3 separate regions of the Drosophila melanogaster genome follow, and regions 2 and 3 are each linked to region 1. Evidence: chromatin contacts called from public Hi-C data. All regions are on one chromosome and are shown on one strand. The core of a region is the stretch at or near the end of the contact, and the rest is flanking DNA. Distances in the headings are between cores, read along the strand shown. Region 1 holds the start of nudC (nudC,). Region 2 holds the start of rogdi (rogdi,). Region 3 holds the start of Baldspot (baldspot,).

Region 1 (4,071 bases), core at 988-3,487:
GTATGTTCTTATTATAGAAGAGATAAAATATGCAAAAGAGCCACGTTAAGCCATCAAAGATATATTAGATACTCATGGAAAACCGCAAAAACAAATGCTTAATCACTATGTGTTGATCATGACGCAAGGATAAAAATGGATTTCAAATCTATGAGAGGTTTAAAAACCTTTTCACAACTTCATATCTGTCATCCGGATTGACAACTTATCAATATTCCTATTTAATTTCCTTCAAATTTCCGCCGTTCTAATTGCATAACTTTCCGAGTGCGTCAGACCAATAGATGGCTATTTTCAGAGTTCACAATAATGCTGGCAAAACGGATATATATATGTATCCATAAGAACCAGCCCGCTGACGGTCGGAACATAAATTCCTGCGGAATTATCGATCACGTGTCGAATGGCATTTGCAAATTGTTTTGACATTTCATCCGACTAAGAGAGCAGTTAGTTCGTTTAATTATTTCCTACTAATTGGTGGAGACACCCTGTTCTTAAGTCCGATCCCAAGTCAACGTAAATATTTTCACTTCCATTTCGACAGAAGGAAAGAGGAGAAAAAATAAAGAAACGAAATTGAATATAGCAAACAAGTCTGCAGACTACCAGATGAGAATAGATCGCACAATGGAGGAGCGACCGGATGATACGGAGAGATATGTATATGTAGCCATAGATATAGCCAGCACCATTGCGTTCCATTGGCTCAAAGCCCAAAATGCGACAGCCGCGTGTGGCCCACATCCACAAACATAGGAGAGATATCCGTGCATTACGATAAGTACGCACATCTATAGATATTCAACGCAGATATTATATACTTATGATGTAAACAAGACCAGGCAACAAGTTTCAATAACCCCGAACGCAGAAATAAACAAATAAATTATGCGTCGACAACGTTGCGTGTGGTTAGTACGCTAAGTGATGGGGCATGCCACGGGACCATTATCGTGGGATAATTACAATAGGCGGTCCTAATGGGTGCCAGGATCCCACACAATGACAAGACCATTAGCCCCACCCAAGAACTTTCTTCCGTTGCACAATCTAAAAAAAACGGTGGAAAACCCAACTCCGGTAGCCGCCGACGCTATAAACTTTATTTTCCAGCGATTTACGATATAGCCTAGGCCAAAATTGAAAAGGGGGATCCATTGGGGGGGTGGTTATATTGCCGCTATAAATGCGCATTATCTGACCCGGCTGGGCGCTTATCAGGCAGTCGGGGCCAACTTCATTGGTACCCCCGTTGTTTTATGGCCTCCAACCTGTGCACTTGAGTCAGCTGTGCAAAGTTTTCGCCGCGGATTCCGATTCCGAAAGGGATCACCTCAATTGCTTTAAAAATAGCAACAATTGGTTTTCATTATCGGACGGTCGCGTGTTTAATTAGAGAATCAACTGTGCATCTTGCGGTTGGTTTTTTTATTGCGCCTCGGAATTACGTATTAGTAATTACAATTATGAGAACTTTTTTATCTACACTCACAGCGGGCTCTAGAGCTGATAATTAGCCTTGTTCGAAAGCCCTTATAATAACAAAAAATCAGTCAATTTGCTGATAACTCACTTTAGCTTTGATTAAATGATAAAGATCAATAGATCGAAGGGCCGTTCTTACACTAAAGTAAAATATTTTGGTAACTAATTAAACTTGAACCATTGAAGGTCCAAGTTAAATTTGTATATGATAAGTGCTAATCGATGGTCAATTATCATGGCTTCTATAATCGTGCACTACTGTCAAACATCAAAGGCATTCATGTTTAGATTTCAGATATTAAGAAATTTAATTAAATTAACTTCTTTAAATATGGTTTCAGAAATATTTGGACTTTACTACGTACCAAGCACTTATTCTTATGATTTAGCATTGAAAAGTTTCCAATTGCTCAGTTTATTTTCCCCATAAATTTCTGTCTGTCCGGAGAAATTTATCGCAGCTGCTTGCTATTTATGGCATAGGTGCGGTCCGCTCCCCACCACCGCCCGCTAATTGCGACGGGACTATCGTTTGCAGTCAATAAACAAGCAACATCGCAATTTACATTAGTTTCCAATGACCGTATCTGGTTGGGATGGGATTGCACATTTTGGGTACGTTGCCAGGCCCTCGCAATCCCCCCCAATCTCGCAATGTCTAGATAAACAGAGTTATGTAAATGGAAACCAAGAAAATTGCAGCGGGGAGCGATGGGGTACCGGGTATTGAGTTCTGGTCGCTTCTGTTTGCTATTTGTCATAAGAGAACTCGGGACCGTGCTTATCAGCAATCCACTCAACTACGCATACGTAATCCTCCCTATGAAATATCAATCAGTTCTAACCGCAATTGTTTAAAAGTCAGGAGCACAGAAGCCAAATATACTCACAAGAATTTGCTTAATCAATTTGTGACGGATTTCAGCATATTGTTGGACAGACGCTTTAAATCTAATAATAAATAAACTCATTTAAAAACATAACAAGCAAACATTTATGTCAAAAACATTTTGACGTTTTCGAAAAGCTTTAAAACATGTTCCTTGCAGTTTCTATTGCACATTTAACTGCTGATCAGTGAATTAGTCAATGAATGACAACAGAAAAGGTATTTTTTAGGACACAAATAAAATTTTACTGGTTTTAAAAACTTTTATTTTTTAAGGTTATGGCATCAAGAGTAATCTGATTAATATAATGCTATCATAATTGGTGGAGGCAATAACCATCAATATAACTGATTTAATTTAGAGGCTGCGACGCAATTGAAAAGTTTTCCGTTCGGGAACTCACTGAACCGATAAACCAAACTTGCGGCGCCACCATATTTCAAGCGAGACCGCAAAACATATTTAATTTCAAAGGGGATGCGGAATTTGCTTTGGGGGCATGACTACTTTGCTGACTTTTCAATAAGAATACGAATGTGTTTAGCTTTCATTTTCATCTTCACAAATCTGCGATAAGCCCGAAAAGGGCTCTAAACGCACTCAGCAGCAAAAAGGAGACTTGGTTCACACTTCCGGTAAAATCTCTGACAATCTTTTCTTAAGTCCATTGTCTACGCTTTTTATTTGCTCACTCAGTTTTGCACAATCCTTTTTAAGTGCTGGCACATAAAAACACACACATTAAGCGGTAATAAAACAAAGGCAAGAACGACGTTATCCTTTAAATTCAAGTGCAATTGAATTGTGAAAGCCTTTCTTCGTGCGGGAAAATAGCAAAATGCGGCGTTGATTGCATAACCGTTATGTCAGGAGAGCAAACCGGGCTGAGAGAGCGTACTTGGGGAAGCTGCCACCCCACACTCACCCACGCAGAGAGAAAGTTTAAATGTCAAGGGGCAGTGACGTAGTAAGGCAAACTTCGACGCCCACGTTTATAAATAGAAGGTGGAAAAAAATGTTTTTTTCATGAATATAAAATACAATGTGACAATAAGAACTTTATTCACCTTAAGATGCAGTAAATATACATAAGTGAAATGGATTTTTGTTTAATAATAATCTGTAGCACATTTTTAAGGTGTCAATATATTTTCTCAGTGTAATAAAGGACACTCAAGCACAAATACAGATACACAGTGGCTGTCATTAATTTTGATGCGGCAATTAGGCAGAGCGATTTGCGGCATTCGGTAGCCACAGACTTTCAGCAGTCACTGTTCTCGACGAGAGGGAAATGAAAAAAGATCGGATAAAGGGATGGGCGAGGGCGGTCGGTGGAGCGGCGAGGAAGAAATCACTGCCATGGCCCTTTGAAGCAGAGGAGAACGGAGCTAACCTTACTCTGACCTTGATGCGGAGCGAGCGGGAGAGCAGAGCAGCTGTCTGCATCACAGTACAAGGGGAAGGGGCGGTAAATAGCGAAACAAGATTCACGAATGAAGCACAGCACAGCCCATAAAATAGTCAACGAGCAAGAAGAAGATGAAAGGGGTGGGGGCAACATCAAGAACAGAACTTCGTAGCGGCAAAAAACAAGTACAAGAAGGAGAAGCTTGCGGCAGGGCGGTAAATAACAGTGCAGGCCATTGCCATAGGTCCGATCAGTTATATCGCAGCCCGTTTGTGGTATTAC
Region 2 (4,071 bases), core at 1,025-3,524, 240 kb after region 1:
GCTGTCATTGATTTATGATCATAGTCGTTTTGGTTGCCCCATCATTAGCCGCTGGCTTTCCAGTCGTTTTTGCAGTTAATTATAAACACTTGGAATATTTGGCACATTTCAGAGTCCGGTCGCTTGGAATTCGGCGAGTTCGTCCAGCTGGCTGCCAAGTTCATCGTGGAGGAGGATGCGGAGGCCATGCAGAAGGAGCTGCGCGAGGCGTTCCGTTTGTACGATAAGCAGGGCAATGGCTTCATTCCCACCACCTGCCTGAAGGAGATCCTCAAGGAGCTGGACGACCAGCTGACCGAACAGGAGCTGGACATTATGATCGAGGAGATCGATTCCGATGGCTCCGGTACAGTGGATTTCGATGGTGAGTGCCCATTCCGTTTGATATTAATACATTCTAGTGGCTTTCCATTCACATCCATATCCATATCCACCCACATGCATACATACATATATATGTATAGTGATCATAAATTTCGATGATCTTGAGATCGCTCGATTATGACAGCTTGATGTGATCAACGCTCCCATGGAGGAGCATATCGTTGGCTATTTTTGGGCGCGACACACAAATTCGATTCCACCACACGCATTTTTCATTCTCGGAATAACGTACATATTTACATTTTGTTTTCGTGTTTATGGAATATTTATTTATAAATGCATATAGCGGTTGCTCTGGCGCGATGGCATCGGTTTAATGTCTGTCATTTTGTTTAATTTACAGAATTCATGGAGATGATGACTGGCGAGTAAATAAACGCAATGCGTCTGCCACCCACCAACCGCCAACCCACCCTGGAAAACACCACCCACTTTCCCACCCTCCCAGAAAAAAAAAACAACACACACATGCACACTCTACACACACACACAGACGCACACGCACACCTGTTGGACACACGTTTGTTTGCTCCTGTTTGCACACTTGTTTCGCTTTTTATTTGCATTTTGCCCCAACCATTTTACCATTTTTTTTGTTTTTGTTTCGCGGAGCAAACAAATCCACGTACTTCAGTTTGACAATGCCAAACACGAGTAGAAATAGAACTTTTGTACTACTTTTTTATACTAAAAGAAGCAACGGAATACTGTGTATGCGAAAAAATAAATGTTATGCCATGGCAAAAAAAAAAAATGAAAAAAAAAAACCAAAAAACAATTCACTCTTGTTTTCATTTGTTTATGGATTATTTTTTGCCGCCAAACAAACACGTCCATATATTTCGCTTTGATAATGCGAACAAATAGAATGTACTTTGAGCACTGGAGAAATGCCATAAATCTTAATCAGTCTTGAAATATATAGAGGATTTCCCAGCACTTCTGAGTTTATTTTCCTTATATGAGTGTTATTTATACTTTCACTTATTTATACTTTTTGCCGAGCAGCAAAACTTAAAATTAATGGCTAGCCAATTAGTCATTAGCTTTCTTCACAGCGACAAATTATTGCTTATATTATTTTGTTGTCGGATTAGGGTTTCCTTCTGCCCAAGGATAAACAAAACCGCCAATTTTGATACTCGATTATATATATAGTGTACATACCTTTTGAGCAAAACAAGTGAGCTATAAAATCAATACAAACAGTTTGCTTATTTTTAGCGCAGATTTGTATTGTCTTCTAATGCTAAGGAATTTTATAAATGGTACTTGAATTTCAAGTTAAAATAATACAACTATTTATAAACTGCAAGCGCTCAAGAAACGCCCAGTGAAAGAGTTTTTATAATTATATTTCAAATATAAAAAAATTTTGTTAATTAAGAAAATGTAGTTTATGGCAATAGATTTGTTCGTTAAGTTAGTGATTAGTATAGACAGCTTAAAAAAAAAAATACTAAACAATAGAGAAGTCGAACTTATGATCATATACAAAAAAGTAAGTTAAAGATCATCATTGTTTTTTCTCAGTAACTAGTATGAGTTTTGTGAATAAGTTACATTGATTTTATTCTACAGTTTCTATAAACATATTTACAATTTAATATATATCCACATATTGTTATTTATTTCGTTTAAATAGTGTTTAGTATATTTTCTAAGCACCTAAGCCCCAAGTTTTTAATCAATTTTGCAGTGTCCCACATTTCAATGCCCCATTTTTGTTAACAAGTAAATGTTATGCTCTTACCAACAGCTGAGCAGCGAGTTGGCCTCTTGTAGCTTCGATCCGGCCAAAGAAAGCTGCCTGGCCGAAAGCTCCGTCTTAACCACGTTAACGTTAACTACAACGAGCATTGGCCTCGTCATTTGGATGGTATGCTATACCGCTGAGTTGAGCGCTGGGCGTCGATCGTCGAACGTCGTACCGCTGCTACGTACCGCTACCGACGCTTGTTTTTTTTTTTGGGGGGCTGCTCTTCCTAACGCAACCCCAACTTAACCAAAGTGAAGTAAGCTATCCGCCCTGCGACGCTGAGTCTCGTGATATTGCGGTTCGCGATTGATAAAGAAATATATATATATATATATATTTATCCAGAATGGCGCAGAGGTAAAGAAAGCAAGCACTGGCTATACCGTTATTTATATAATAGCATTAACAAAATGTTGTTTATTTTGGCTTATATTTGCCTACTCGCCGTGCGTGTGCGTGTGTGTGTGTTTGTGTGTTTGTGGCCAAGAATCAAGAATTGAGAATCCGAAATGTGAACGTGTTAAAAGCGGCAAAGCCGCAGCCAATGGTCATGCCAATAAAAATTTATGATGGCATAAAGTTTTTTAGGAGCCCCTACCTTTCATCGACACCATGCCATTCCCTGCCCTTCCCTTGGCCTTTTAATTTCACTTGACATTGGCTTATCAAATAAATTATAAAACAAAATTGGACCCTGATAGATAAAGCCATTTGTAAATTGGTGCTTGTGTGTGAGAATAGTGCTGCTTCGAGTATCTTGAGTTCGCTTGATAAGCGCTTTTTTTTCGTGGCCATTACAAAAGGCCATGATTGAAAACAAAAGCCAACGCCACCCGTTCGCCGGCGACACGCGCTGCAGTTGAGTTTGAAGGGGTTTTTATTTTTTAGCTGGCTATACGGGAAAATTCTGCAGCCCAGCGGCAGAAACCAGACGCCGACGTCAGCTGGCTGTGACGTGAGTCACAACAATGGGCCCACCAATTAGCACTTGACTTTGAATCAAATCAAGCCAAAATCGGTCGCAAACATGATAACGAAAAGCACAATTGGCCGAACCGAATGGGCAAACAAATCGCGTGTAATTCGCGACTAACTAACTCGAATGTTTATCTGTTTTCTTTTCGCCTCGAAGTACCACGAACAACTGGTCGTTCCAGCCACTCCATCGCCAGCGGAGCACCAGCGGATATCCTCAGCATGTCCTCAACACGGTGCCGGAAACCGCCGTGCTCACCACGCCCCCGCCCACGAGAAAACGTAAGTTAAGCTTATCGCATTGCCATTTGAATTTGGCGCCCAGGCAAGCAGTGCTCTTCGAAGTTAGCAGAGATTAGTGAACGGGAGGAGTATTATTAGGGTATATTGTGGTTTAGCTAGATATAAATCTTGTTAGGAATTTAAATGATGGAATTCTTTTTGTTATTACTGCACTTTCAGTCATCATCGTTTAATTTTTGCTAATTTTCGCTCTTTTTCAACATTTAAATGATATAACAGCGATAAGCTAACAGCTCACTGTTACGCCAAGCAGTACTTCAAGCAGTGTACCCAAGGCTGTTGACTGAATGCTTTTGTTTTTATAAAAATACTATTTTAGCAATTTTATATTAGACTTAAACTTGATTTCGAAACAACGCGGTTTTTTTAAGAACTTTAGTTAAGAAATTATTGTTTTCGCACTTTGTGGTTTATTGTGATTGTAAGTGAGCACTTAGAGAAGCATATGATAACCCAAATATTTGAGCTCGATGACAATATCCGCTTAGAACAATTGTTCTCAACAGACGATCAATAAATTTTGAATAACGCGCCCATGGCGACCAGTTTAGTATTAAAGCGGTATTTTTGTAGGATTTTGCGCTGTTTGCGCGCCTGCTGCGCACCTGGCAACCCTGCCGTTCAATTAAACAACAACAACTGAAATAAAA
Region 3 (4,071 bases), core at 1,125-3,624, 140 kb before region 1:
TTGCATAAAGTGCTGACCACCGAAGATGACCAGCATGTAGATGCCGCAGTAGTAGAACACCCATGTCCAGTTCTCTAGCATCCATTTGCGCGTCCGCTGGTGTATGAAATCGTTCTCGAAGTCGAAGATGTACGAGTAATTGGGCGTAACGCTAATGTCCATGTTGATCATTTTGGTGGGCTTTATGTGTTTGAGTTGGTGGCTATGTTACTTGGGTTATATGCAGCTGTGGATTGACAAGAAAGTAGAGATAGATTAGTTAATGTACTCAGAACTATCTTGTCAAAGATCTTGTACAACTTTGTTAAGGAATATAGCTATTCGTATTAGAAATAGCTATTCGTACACCAGAACGATTTTATTAAATTAATATTAATTTAATATTAACAATAGGTTTTAGCTTCTGCTGATTAAAAACTAATTTAAATATACATCGAGCTATACAGCTGTTTTATTTGAATAAATAAAATAATATACTGAAAGTACCCAATGAACTAGGACGGTTTAAATTTTCTCATTTTGCTCTGTATGACTTTGTTTTTTTATACATTACGTACTTTTAAAATAGGCACACAAAAAGGAAAACACTTTGAATATAATTTTTTAACTTATGGGAACATTCTTTAATTATTAAAACTACAATTTATCTTCGAGTCGAATGTTTTTAGTTTTTTTTACTGATTGCAGTATCTTATCTGTTTCCTAAGTAATGGGGATTTTACACGACGATGTTTAAAGCTTAATTCAGTAAAAATTCCGCACCACTCCCCCTTATCAAAACTCACACGCGCTCTCTCACACACACACACACACAATCAGGCACATAAAAAGCCCGCGTTTTGTCGCATAAATTTCTCGGCGACCTTCCTTTCCCCTTCGTCCCACACCACTCCTCCTCTCATTCATCCATTTCATTGATTTTGCCAGGCAACAAAAAAAACACCGTTGGTCCATGGCTCTCTCTTACTCAATCTTTCTTCCCTCTCACACCCCTTCAAACACCTTCCCGCTCTTGCTCACTCTGCAAGGGATGTGCAACGCTTTCATGAATGGCGCACGCTTTGTGGTTATCTTCATCTACATTCTTCCGCTTTTCACACTTTTCACACCTCGTGCTGAAGCTTAAATGGATACACAAACAACTTGATACACAAAGAGAAACATTGCTCGTCAATCGGAGGTAAAATCTTGACATTAATAATTAAGTTTAGTTAAATGTGCATGAGTTTTATTTTAAATATTTAATTTAAATGTGAGAATTTTAAGATCCCCAAAATCTCTAGCCGAAAAACTACACTAAAACTACAAATTAAATACATTTGGAGTCTCCGAGTTTGGTTTTTTTTAACATTCTACTTTTATATCTTGAAATCACAATACTAATAGCTGAATCCAGGGACACTCTGAGTCCTGTAAGCTACCCCGTTATTACATCACTTTTCTCACAGTGTTCTGGGAGCACATGAGTGAGGGGGTGGCTGTAACGGAAAGTGTAATTGTGGTAGTTTACAGAGAGCGCCAGTCTGGCGCGCTCTCTCTTCCTCTTTTTCTCTGCCCACGAAAGTCTCGTGCGAATTAAAAGAACTTGAAGGAATGCATAAGCAAACAGCGAAACCCAGCAAAATACAAATGAGACAGGGCAACTTGCCGGTGGGAGGGAAATTAGTTTGAATGCCTAATTGCATGCCAGACACGCGACTAATCATACACACACTCGACGCGCTCACACTTTTACGCACTCTCACTCACTCTCGCACACACAGGTGATTTCGTTTTGCCATAAGCTTCGCTTTGGTTTGATTTGGAAGCTTTTTCTGTTGTTTCTTTTTGAGTAACATATCCGGTTTTTTGCGCGAGCGCTTTCAAAAATTTCTAGTGAAATTTTTTCGATGCTCCTAGCGGTTTTTATGTTTCCGAAAAACAAACTGCCCCTCCTCGCCCTAACTTTGCTCTCACGCAAAAACACGCGATCTTTGCCGAATTTTTTCCATTCGTATTCTGGTTCCTGCTGAATCGATAAAGTTCTCGGTTAAATCAGCAAATGTCTGGGAAATATGTTTTTGCCTCTCCTCTCTTTCGTTCTCTCTCGCAGCATCGGATGAGAAAAAAGGGGCGCAAAATAAGGAGGAAACCAAACCACCGCAAAACATCAACGAGAACACGCACTCACACAGATATCACAGAAAACACGGTTACTATTTTCGAACGCTGATGTCTATGAGGTAATTACATTTGCTCGCCGCCTCTTATCGCAGTATCAATTGGCTGGATCACAACACACACGGCTGGCTGTCACACACTTCTGCCCCAGCGACTCGGTTCAGCAAACTCAAAAAACTATCGAATTTGCCGGCGCAAAGCGAACTGAACGTTTAGCTGGCGGTTCGGCTGCTTTATCGCTATACTTATATATAGGAGATATTTTAGTACCAATCATGGCGCTGGTACTTTTGCCATCGCGGTATTTTTCTGCGGCTCGCGTGCGGTCACATCTAGCTGCGTGCGGGTGGAGCTCTATGCACACTGGTTCCACTCCTATTGGGTACTAGTCAAACTTACTTATGTTGCAAGGAACAGTTAAGCCACTAGTGTCTTTGGTTAAGCGTAGCAAGATGCATTTGTATGCCCAAATTATTAAACAGTATCGCGAGTTATACAGGAATATTTTTGTTTTATGGTTATACCGACATGAATCGTTAAAATGTTTGGGGAGAACGTAAGCTGGTAAAAGTTAAAACGATGATCGATCTTTATTTAACTTTTTGATTTGGTTGAAAGTAACGATTCTTTGTTCGTGTTGCATACGTAGACACAAAACTTAAATACCATATCACTTTACGAGTAATGGGTATTAGGTAAGGACCACAGCTCATTGGTGTGTAACTTGGCTATTAGTTAAGCGATGGTAAAGAACTATGTGGATTCCATCATTTAAATTTAAGACCGACCGTACAAAATATAACGCTCTGATCGATAAACGGCATTTAAGTGGAATAAGCTTTTTTTTTAATTTGAATAAGAAGCGCATATTTTGTAAAAGATCACTATGACTTTTTGCCTTTCAATATGTTTTTTATATTTTAAAATGTTTTAATACGAAGCTTATATATTCTTGTATAAAGAGTAGAATGGTGTATTCCGAATGGGAAACTATTTTGATCAAAAGTAAAACAACTATGGTTTCTTTTCCTTTCCTATGGCAACATCAGATCGCTCAAAGCGTGTGTGCCCTTTGAAGTATGCTACACTTTGTGTTGCATGGGACCCAAATACCCAAACTTTGGGTGCAAAAATATTTAAAACTCATTCTCAAATTGTCTGGGTGTGTTTTGGTTTATTGTAGATGCTATATTCTATTAGAGTTTAGACATTGGTTGAAGGAGTAGTGAGAGCATTCGGTATGAGGATTCTTCCTCTACACCCAATGCAGTTAAATATATTAAAGCGTTGTACCAGCCATTGTGCAACATACGGTTGCCACTACGATCTACGGTCTTACATGGCTACTTATGTAAGTCATATCCTACTAGATCACAGTTGGTGGGGGCCTGAGGACAGCCCTCCCTTAACTTTATTGAGAAGCTCTCCGATCCGCAACGGGATCTGGACTAGAATAGGCCCATGCTGGACACGTTCTCCGAGAGGATCATCTTCTGGACATCGCAGAAGACATCACGGATGCATCGCGTATCCGTGGCGACGGTGAAGTGGTAGTAGCACTCCCTTTCCGAGGTACCCAGATCCACCTGATTCCGTGAGTGTCGCTTGAACGGCTCCTGTGTGATATCCACCAGCTTCTGTTTGATGAACATCTTCGTCCAGTCACTCTCGCCAAAGCAATTGTCCTGCTGCGGCCTCTTGCAGAAGTCCTCGTATTCGGGAAAGTAGTCCACAATGTGCTTGCCGGCCCGAATCTTTCGCTCCATGATGTCGTACTTGTTGAGGAACACGATCAATCCGGCGGAGGCGAGGAAACGATTCTGCCACACGGCTCTGAACAACTTCAGAGCCTCCTGCAAACGATTCTGGCTGGGATCCTCGCGCAGATTCTGATCGAACTCGCTGCACGAG

What was found. A called contact is a pair of places that touch in the nucleus more often than the background predicts.
Region 2: a contact with region 1 is called in a Hi-C map of the Kc167 cell line, with 7 times the contacts expected there. A contact is called at or near these places in 7 of 107 Hi-C or Micro-C datasets (the D17-c3 cell line, the Kc167 cell line, the S2 cell line and 2 more).
Region 3: a contact with region 1 is called in a Hi-C map of the Kc167 cell line, with 6 times the contacts expected there. A contact is called at or near these places in 6 of 107 Hi-C or Micro-C datasets (the Clone 8 cell line, the Kc167 cell line, the S2 cell line and 1 more).

The regions. Positions count from the first base shown.
Region 1 is chr3L:16,802,757-16,806,827 of dm6, forward strand. nudC (nudC,) reads left to right here and starts at 2,238. Exons shown (of 6, transcript NM_001259876.1): 1 at 2,238-2,596. All of the region lies in intron 1 of CG9674, which reads right to left.
Region 2 is chr3L:17,047,238-17,051,308 of dm6, forward strand. rogdi (rogdi,) reads left to right here and starts at 2,275. Exons shown (of 8, transcript NM_168717.2): 1 at 2,275-2,500; 2 at 3,276-3,400. The coding sequence starts at 2,490. It overlaps TpnC73F (Troponin C at 73F), which reads left to right. Exons shown (of 5, transcript NM_001300162.1): 4 at 113-364; 5 at 728-1,153. The coding sequence ends at 756.
Region 3 is chr3L:16,659,241-16,663,311 of dm6, forward strand. Baldspot (baldspot,) reads right to left here and starts at 2,375. Exons shown (of 5, transcript NM_140652.4): 1 at 2,231-2,375; 2 at 1-226. The coding sequence starts at 171. It overlaps Galphaf (G protein alpha subunit f), which reads right to left. Exons shown (of 5, transcript NM_079394.3): 5 at 3,317-4,071. The coding sequence ends at 3,609.